2 separate regions of the Hermetia illucens genome follow, and region 1 is linked to region 2. The links are chromatin contacts, called in public Hi-C maps. All regions are on one chromosome and are shown on one strand. Each heading gives the region's core, a stretch centred on a gene start, on an enhancer-like site or on the middle of the called end of the contact. The rest is flanking DNA. Distances are from core to core; before and after follow the strand shown. Region 1 holds the start of LOC119653031 (dynamin-1-like protein). Region 2 holds the start of LOC119656512 (hepatocyte growth factor-regulated tyrosine kinase substrate).

Region 1 (3,195 bases), core at 305-2,804, 240 kb after region 2:
AAATTTCAAATTAGAAGAAATTAATTTTTGCTTCTTTTTATTTTCGGTCTTTGGTATTTCGACCGCCTTTCGCCCTAATCACCTCTGCAACTCGCGCGGGCATCGATTAGTATAAAGTTTCAATAAAATCGACCGGAATTTCATTAAACCATTTATTTTCTAGAGTTTTTTCTAGATTTGTTTTGTTCCTTATCGATCTTTGTTGCAATCGCCGCCTCATGAATGCCCCCCCCATGAATGCTCTATGTTGTTCAAATCTGGACTGTTACCTGCCCATGACAGTGACCGTATGCCAAACTCCTATTTCCAAGAAGTTACAAGCGAATAAGTACCGTATTGAGGATAAAACAGATAAAAAATTTGACGCGGGCAAAAATCTCGTTTACTTATAGTATGAGCTCTATGATACAGAGCCGAATCGTCTTGAAACATTACTTCATCAACGTGTTCATATAGTGCTTCTATCGTCTGAACAACGCAATCTTCGATAACTTTTTTGTACTTTTCTACGCTGTTCTCACCGCGTAGAAACGAAAAACTACCAACTCCTTTCGAGGTTATGCATCCCCACATCATTACTGAGGGAGAATGGTGTGCAGTTCGTACAACACACTGGGGTCAAATCTTTCTCCTTTTCTTCTTCGCACTGGGGATAGACTGTCAGATCACAGCAAATCGAGTTTGGGCTCATCAGACTCAGACTCAACTCAACTCCAATCGTTCACAGTCCAATTACGTGGTTCCAATGTGCAGTTCGCTCTTTTTTTCGAGCATAGCCTTCGTTAAAATCGGCTTTTTTTTTGCTGATCTTCCAGCTCTGTGTCCTAATTCATTGAATCATCGCCGCATCGTTCTCACACTACCCGACGCATTTTCCCCTTCCAGCAATTCAGTACGCAATTGAGGAGCATCTAATCTAATCTAATCTATCTGGCAAGGATGCTCGCTCTAACGACCGCCTGGCCTGGGGAGTAATCACCTGCTTCCTACCAGTCCCTTGTTTTTGTCCCAGACTGCCATCTCTGGCATACTTTTTAATAAAATTTCTAATACTTGGTTCAAAACAATTGGTTTTTCTCCCTATTTCCCTATTAATGTCGCCCCGTTCCCCCAAAGCCAGAATACGGGCCTTTTCCTCAAAACTTAACTTTTTCCTTCCTGACATTTTTTTACACAAAATTAGGAGGTTCACTATCAATTCTTACAAATATCCAAGCAAACCATATCTGAATATGACAATCCTTTTATAACACCAACATTTAACTTTAAATTCCAAAACAGACATCATTAGACGAGACTAAATATTGTCCAGACGTAATTAAAAAGGTGGAATCATAAAAGTGTTGAGTGCAAACATTTTTTTGTCGGGCACTGTATGATATTATCGAGATCCAAAAAACAAATTTTAATGTTTTCCTCGAAAAATAACCTATGACGGGAAGTAGTCGTTACAAACGTCCATTCAACTCGCAATCAATGCTCATTCAATTCTTACCACACAATCAACTCCTGACATGGCACTACCAAATTCTCACCAAGTTGACAGCTTCAAAGTCAAGGAACTGAGACAGTGAGTTAAGTCAAAAGCTGGAAATCAGCGAGTTTTGTCTCAGCCGTCAGAGTTATTAGCGCGAGTTATGGAAGCATTAATTCCGGTCATAAATAAGCTCCAAGATGTTTTCAATACAGTCGGATCCGATTCGATTCAATTGCCACAGATCGCCGTGCTTGGCAGCCAGGTAAATTCGAGAAATTTTCATTCAAAAACTCCACCAGAAACATGGATTTGCCGTTGCTCTTTTCCTCCCTGACGGTTGGTGTTTCTAATTTTGCCGTGCAGAAGGCCAGTCCAATTGGACAAAATCAATTATATAACAAGGTCGACCGGCATTTCAGTCGCCAGAACTATGCGAAATTTTGTTTTTCCTGTGCTTTTGGAGGCGTTTCGTAGGATGATGACACGCAACTCCAGCCAGAATGGCCGTTGCATAAGAATGCAAGAACAGGCGCGGGTATTCAACCCCAACGCGACGTTTGCGACTTCCGTGTTTATCGATCTTTCTCCGGCGTTATTGCGGTGGAATTCCGTTTATTTTTTGTGGTATTTTGTGCGGTTGTTTTCGGCAGCAAAGTGAGCGAATTAGCGGTAAACCCAAAGCGGAATTGTGAATCAGCCTTGCGGCTCCGAATTTAGGTTAGTAAGGTGTTCACGGCGGGGAACGAGTCATGACAGTAGAATGTTGATAGACAGTGCCAGCTTGCTGTCACCGATTTCGAACTAAGCGAGCTATATTGCAATGCATCCCCGCTGCCCCCGTTCACACGAGTCGTAACGCGGACCTTGTCCTCTTCAACATACATATCGTCATCTGTTCGCGGTATGCTGTAAACAACCATTTGGATTTGAGGGTGAAGTGCTTCGTCGAAAGCACACAAAGCGATTTGTAAACAAAAGCATTAACTGTTTCAATAAGTGGTTGCTTTTGTTCATTGAACCTTTGTGATGTAGCAGAATCCATTTACTGCTTTGCTTCCCTGCTCGTTGCTGGAATCGAACATAAAATACGAAAAATATGTCATCATCTCAACCACTTTGCGACCTCGAATTCACGTGCCAAAAAGCCATTGAGGATGTGTGGGCGGCTATTTTCCCCTACAAAAAAAAAAAAAGAAATTCACAGAAGTCGCAAACGATCTCCGCTTCATTGTTTATTTTACTAAGTCACGTCCTGCCTAAGCAGAACAGAGTTGCTTGTTGTGCTGCTAAAAGCAAACAAGGGAAATACGAGTACATAACCACAAAATGTCGATAGCTTTTCTAGGTTTTAATCAACTAAAAGGTTTTCGAAAGAGTCCCGTTTCATAGTAGAGCCCAATCTAAGTAAATTAGTTCTAAATTTAAATCTGTGACATCGATTAGCTTTTTCTTTTCAAATATTTGACGGGATTTTCAAAAGTATACCATTTAAAATATTGCGCGACAGTCTTCACCTTCCACATTCCCCATGAAGAGATCCCATGGCTCAAATGAAGACGAATTTATCAATTATATAGTTGATAGTGATCGATATATGAGCCATAATGCCTGGGTCACCCCTAAGCGCCGACGTTGTCGTTTTATCAAAATATATTTGAGCTACCCCAGAAGTTCTGAAAATGCCTGCAGTCCTCCACGGTTTTAGGTCACATGTCTTA
Region 2 (3,209 bases), core at 113-2,612:
ATGAATATTCCTTGCAGAAACTTCGTGACGTAGAGCACCAACACCCCGAACGCGCGTTTTCTGGTGGATCACATGCAACAGTCCGAGGGCGGACGTTGTAGCATTTGTAACAAAGGGAGCGAGCAACAACTACACAAGAATGTATAATTGGGGAGGTAATACCTAACGGCAATTCAGCGGGGTGAGCGATTAAAGTGGTATAGGGGTGTAATTTAGTATGCAGGTGAGGATATTCGGTCCGCGAATCATATTCGTCAGCGGTTACCGCTGATGCCTTTGGAAAATAGATTGAACTGACAACAACCATCTGTGCACTGTGTTCAGAGCAGCAACTTGCAAATTGTTCCAAACCAGTGTATAACCACAGAAGATGTTGAAGGGCACTCCCAAAATGTCCTATTTGATAACCTGCCATTAATTTTACGATTTCTGAACAATATTCTCCATCATTTCCCTGGAGTCCCCAAAAGCTTAAATGTTCTTTACTACTCATCACTCCACCTAACCTCTCATGCCGCATACCTTACTCAATTTTCGAAAACACAATTCACGTTTCATCTATCTTTAACTGATAACTAAATTCTAGACTTCTTCGGAGATGACTTTGGAACCATCTTAAATGCCGGCACCCTAAGGAACTGATGAATTAAATGAAAACACTGCTCTTACCTTCACAGCCTGATATTTGTCGGATTGACGAAACGCGTAAGCCCAGGTCTGAATCAGTTCCAGCATTTTAGCTCGACAGTTTTCATGGGGGGTTGTCTCAATGAACGAACTAAACATTTCGCAGTTCTCCTTGGTCGCAATTTCGTCGTGGATGGGGGCTCCGCAGTTCTTCACGACGCTCTCGAGAACCAGGAGAGCATAGTATGCCGTATGAGGATTTGGTGACTGCATTTTCTTCTTTATCGCTTGGAACGCCTGCTTCGCCCTGAAAGTAAGCCATTTTTATCAACCCATTTTCTTCCTTCTGGAAACTGAGGACTCACGTAACATCGCTCTGCCGTATTGTGTCGCATATCAGTAGAATGGACGGCCAGTCGGGTTCCAAAAGGAGGTGGCTCGTTGCAACTTCTGCAATGATAGTGAAAAGTGCAAAACATGTATTAGTCATCAGCTGCGTTGCAGTCGGCAAACAAAAGAATAGTTCACAAACAACTACGGAAAATTATTCTTCTTGATGATTTTTCTGTATGAAAATGTCACTCACCTAGGGTTTTCTCAAATGTTGATGAACGAAACATGTTTGGATTGTTATATGTGGAGTTTTCACCGAAAGAATAGAATAATCTGTTTTGCGGAGTTGACAAGTTCAATAGTCTTTGACGTTTTATTATGACATATTCAGAAAGTGCAGTACTAGCCGTGGTGAAATTGATAACAAAGTTGAAAACAATAAATTGAATGGTGCTTTAAGTTGAATTACGCTGGGATTGGTTTGTGTCATCACTACTGTTCGGTAGTTCGTTATTTATCATCGAAGCTGTTGATCAGTTCGAAGTATCAAGGAAGGAATGCAGTTCGTGTTTGAAGAGAATTAAAAATAAAGTGAAATGTTATATAATATGGAAAACATGAGGTCTTATACATTTATTGAGAGGAATCCTGCCAGGTAAATCATTTTCTCGACCGTATTGTGTAAACGAAAGCCTTACTAGAATGGATTCAAGGTTTTTCGAATATTTTCACATAGGGTCACGGTGGATGATTTTTACCCCTAAAGCCACCTTAAATCTTTACGTTTTCCCCAAGGAACTTCTTTGAACTACATCCTATCAAATTTCTCTATACCTATACGTACTTCTATTTAATTTGCATTACATGCAAGTAAACAGACGCTAAATTCTCATCCACCGGGAATGGATCGACAACTGCTCTCGGGGTAATCGAATGACGATGAGATGTTACGTCGATATAATTTTCCTGGCCGCTTTTGAAATTCTAATATTCCAATTTCAAATTTCTTCAGACTTCTGGAACGGAAAGGAGATTTATCCGTGTGACGCCCTGCTCTGCTTTGTCGCACTACATGGCTGGTAAATTGATTTTTATTCGAAAGAAAAATGAAAAGAATAGAGGGAAAATGATAAGTGCGGAGTGTGTCGTGCATGTTTTTTTTTTAAGGTTTTGTGTAAAACAAAACCTTATTAAAATCGATTCAATGTCTGTCTGTCTGTCACACGCACTTTTCTCCAAAACGGCTAAACCGATCCGAATCAAATTTGCTGGACAGATGGAAACTATGAAATCCCACGCATACAGCGAGTGGCATCAATTGAGGTGGACTTTGAAAGGGGCTACCCATACATCCAAAGGGGGGATTCAAAAATTCTTTTCACGGGATACAGTTGTGTATGGTATCAAATGAAAGGTCTTGATTTGTACTTTCCGAAACTGATATTAGTTTTGGCGTTAATTGCAAAGTGCGTGAGTAAGGAGTCAAAATGCGCGCACTTAAAGTGAGACAGGACTCATTTTCGGAAACTACCCAACCTTAAAATCCGAAACAAGTCAGGGTGGTGCGCTTGGATGAAATCTAGGCCTCAAAATATATCCCATTCCGATATCTGCTCAAATAAACTTACTAACAGTATATTACTACTTTTTAGAAATTTACTGGAAAACCCCCCTTAAATTCATCGTTGGACTTCCGATTTTGTACCAGCATAGAGGACAATATTTCCTATATACGTGCTAAATTTTGTGGAAATCTGGCCATTAACGCCAAAGTTATAGCAGTTCAAACTTAGCAATTTCGCGCGAATTTACTGCTTCCTAATCCATGCAAATAAGATCCTGACGTCATAATTAACCATAATAATTGACATTCAAGTGAAATATTAAAATTCCATTCAAGAAGAATCTAATTCTGCCAAGCCCTTTCTAATATTTGATGTTGGTTAAATTCTTGGCATTTGCTAATAATATTAAACTGAGAGTGTGAAGCGTATGAGGTTGACTATTGTCAATACAGGGCTTTCCATCAAATGATTTATTTAAATCGCTTTCTAGAAAATAGAGGGCAACGGAATTTTTAGCTGTGTGACACGGAGCTGTCGCGCACTCGTCGCTCCTCACATCTTTTTCTTTTTCTTCAGCCTTCAGTTCACAAGCGGGGTCGGTGATCGGTTTCGTCATTTTATTTTATTAAATGCCTCATCAGGATGTAATGGCGAGACCTTTAAATCCCCATCCAGTGTATCAAG

Evidence for each region. A called contact is a pair of places that touch in the nucleus more often than the background predicts.
Region 1: a contact with region 2 is called in a Hi-C map of whole body, with 6 times the contacts expected there. The contact joins the promoter of LOC119653031 here to the promoter of LOC119656512 in region 2. A contact is called at or near these places in 2 of 2 Hi-C or Micro-C datasets (an unstated tissue and whole body).

The regions. Positions count from the first base shown.
Region 1 is chr1:143,265,599-143,268,793 of iHerIll2.2.curated.20191125, forward strand. LOC119653031 (dynamin-1-like protein) reads left to right here and starts at 1,555. Exons shown (of 8, transcript XM_038057499.1): 1 at 1,555-1,739. The coding sequence starts at 1,638.
Region 2 is chr1:143,029,449-143,032,657 of iHerIll2.2.curated.20191125, forward strand. It overlaps LOC119656512 (hepatocyte growth factor-regulated tyrosine kinase substrate), which reads right to left and starts at 1,363. Exons shown (of 10, transcript XM_038062852.1): 1 at 1,214-1,363; 2 at 993-1,077; 3 at 670-934. The coding sequence starts at 1,247.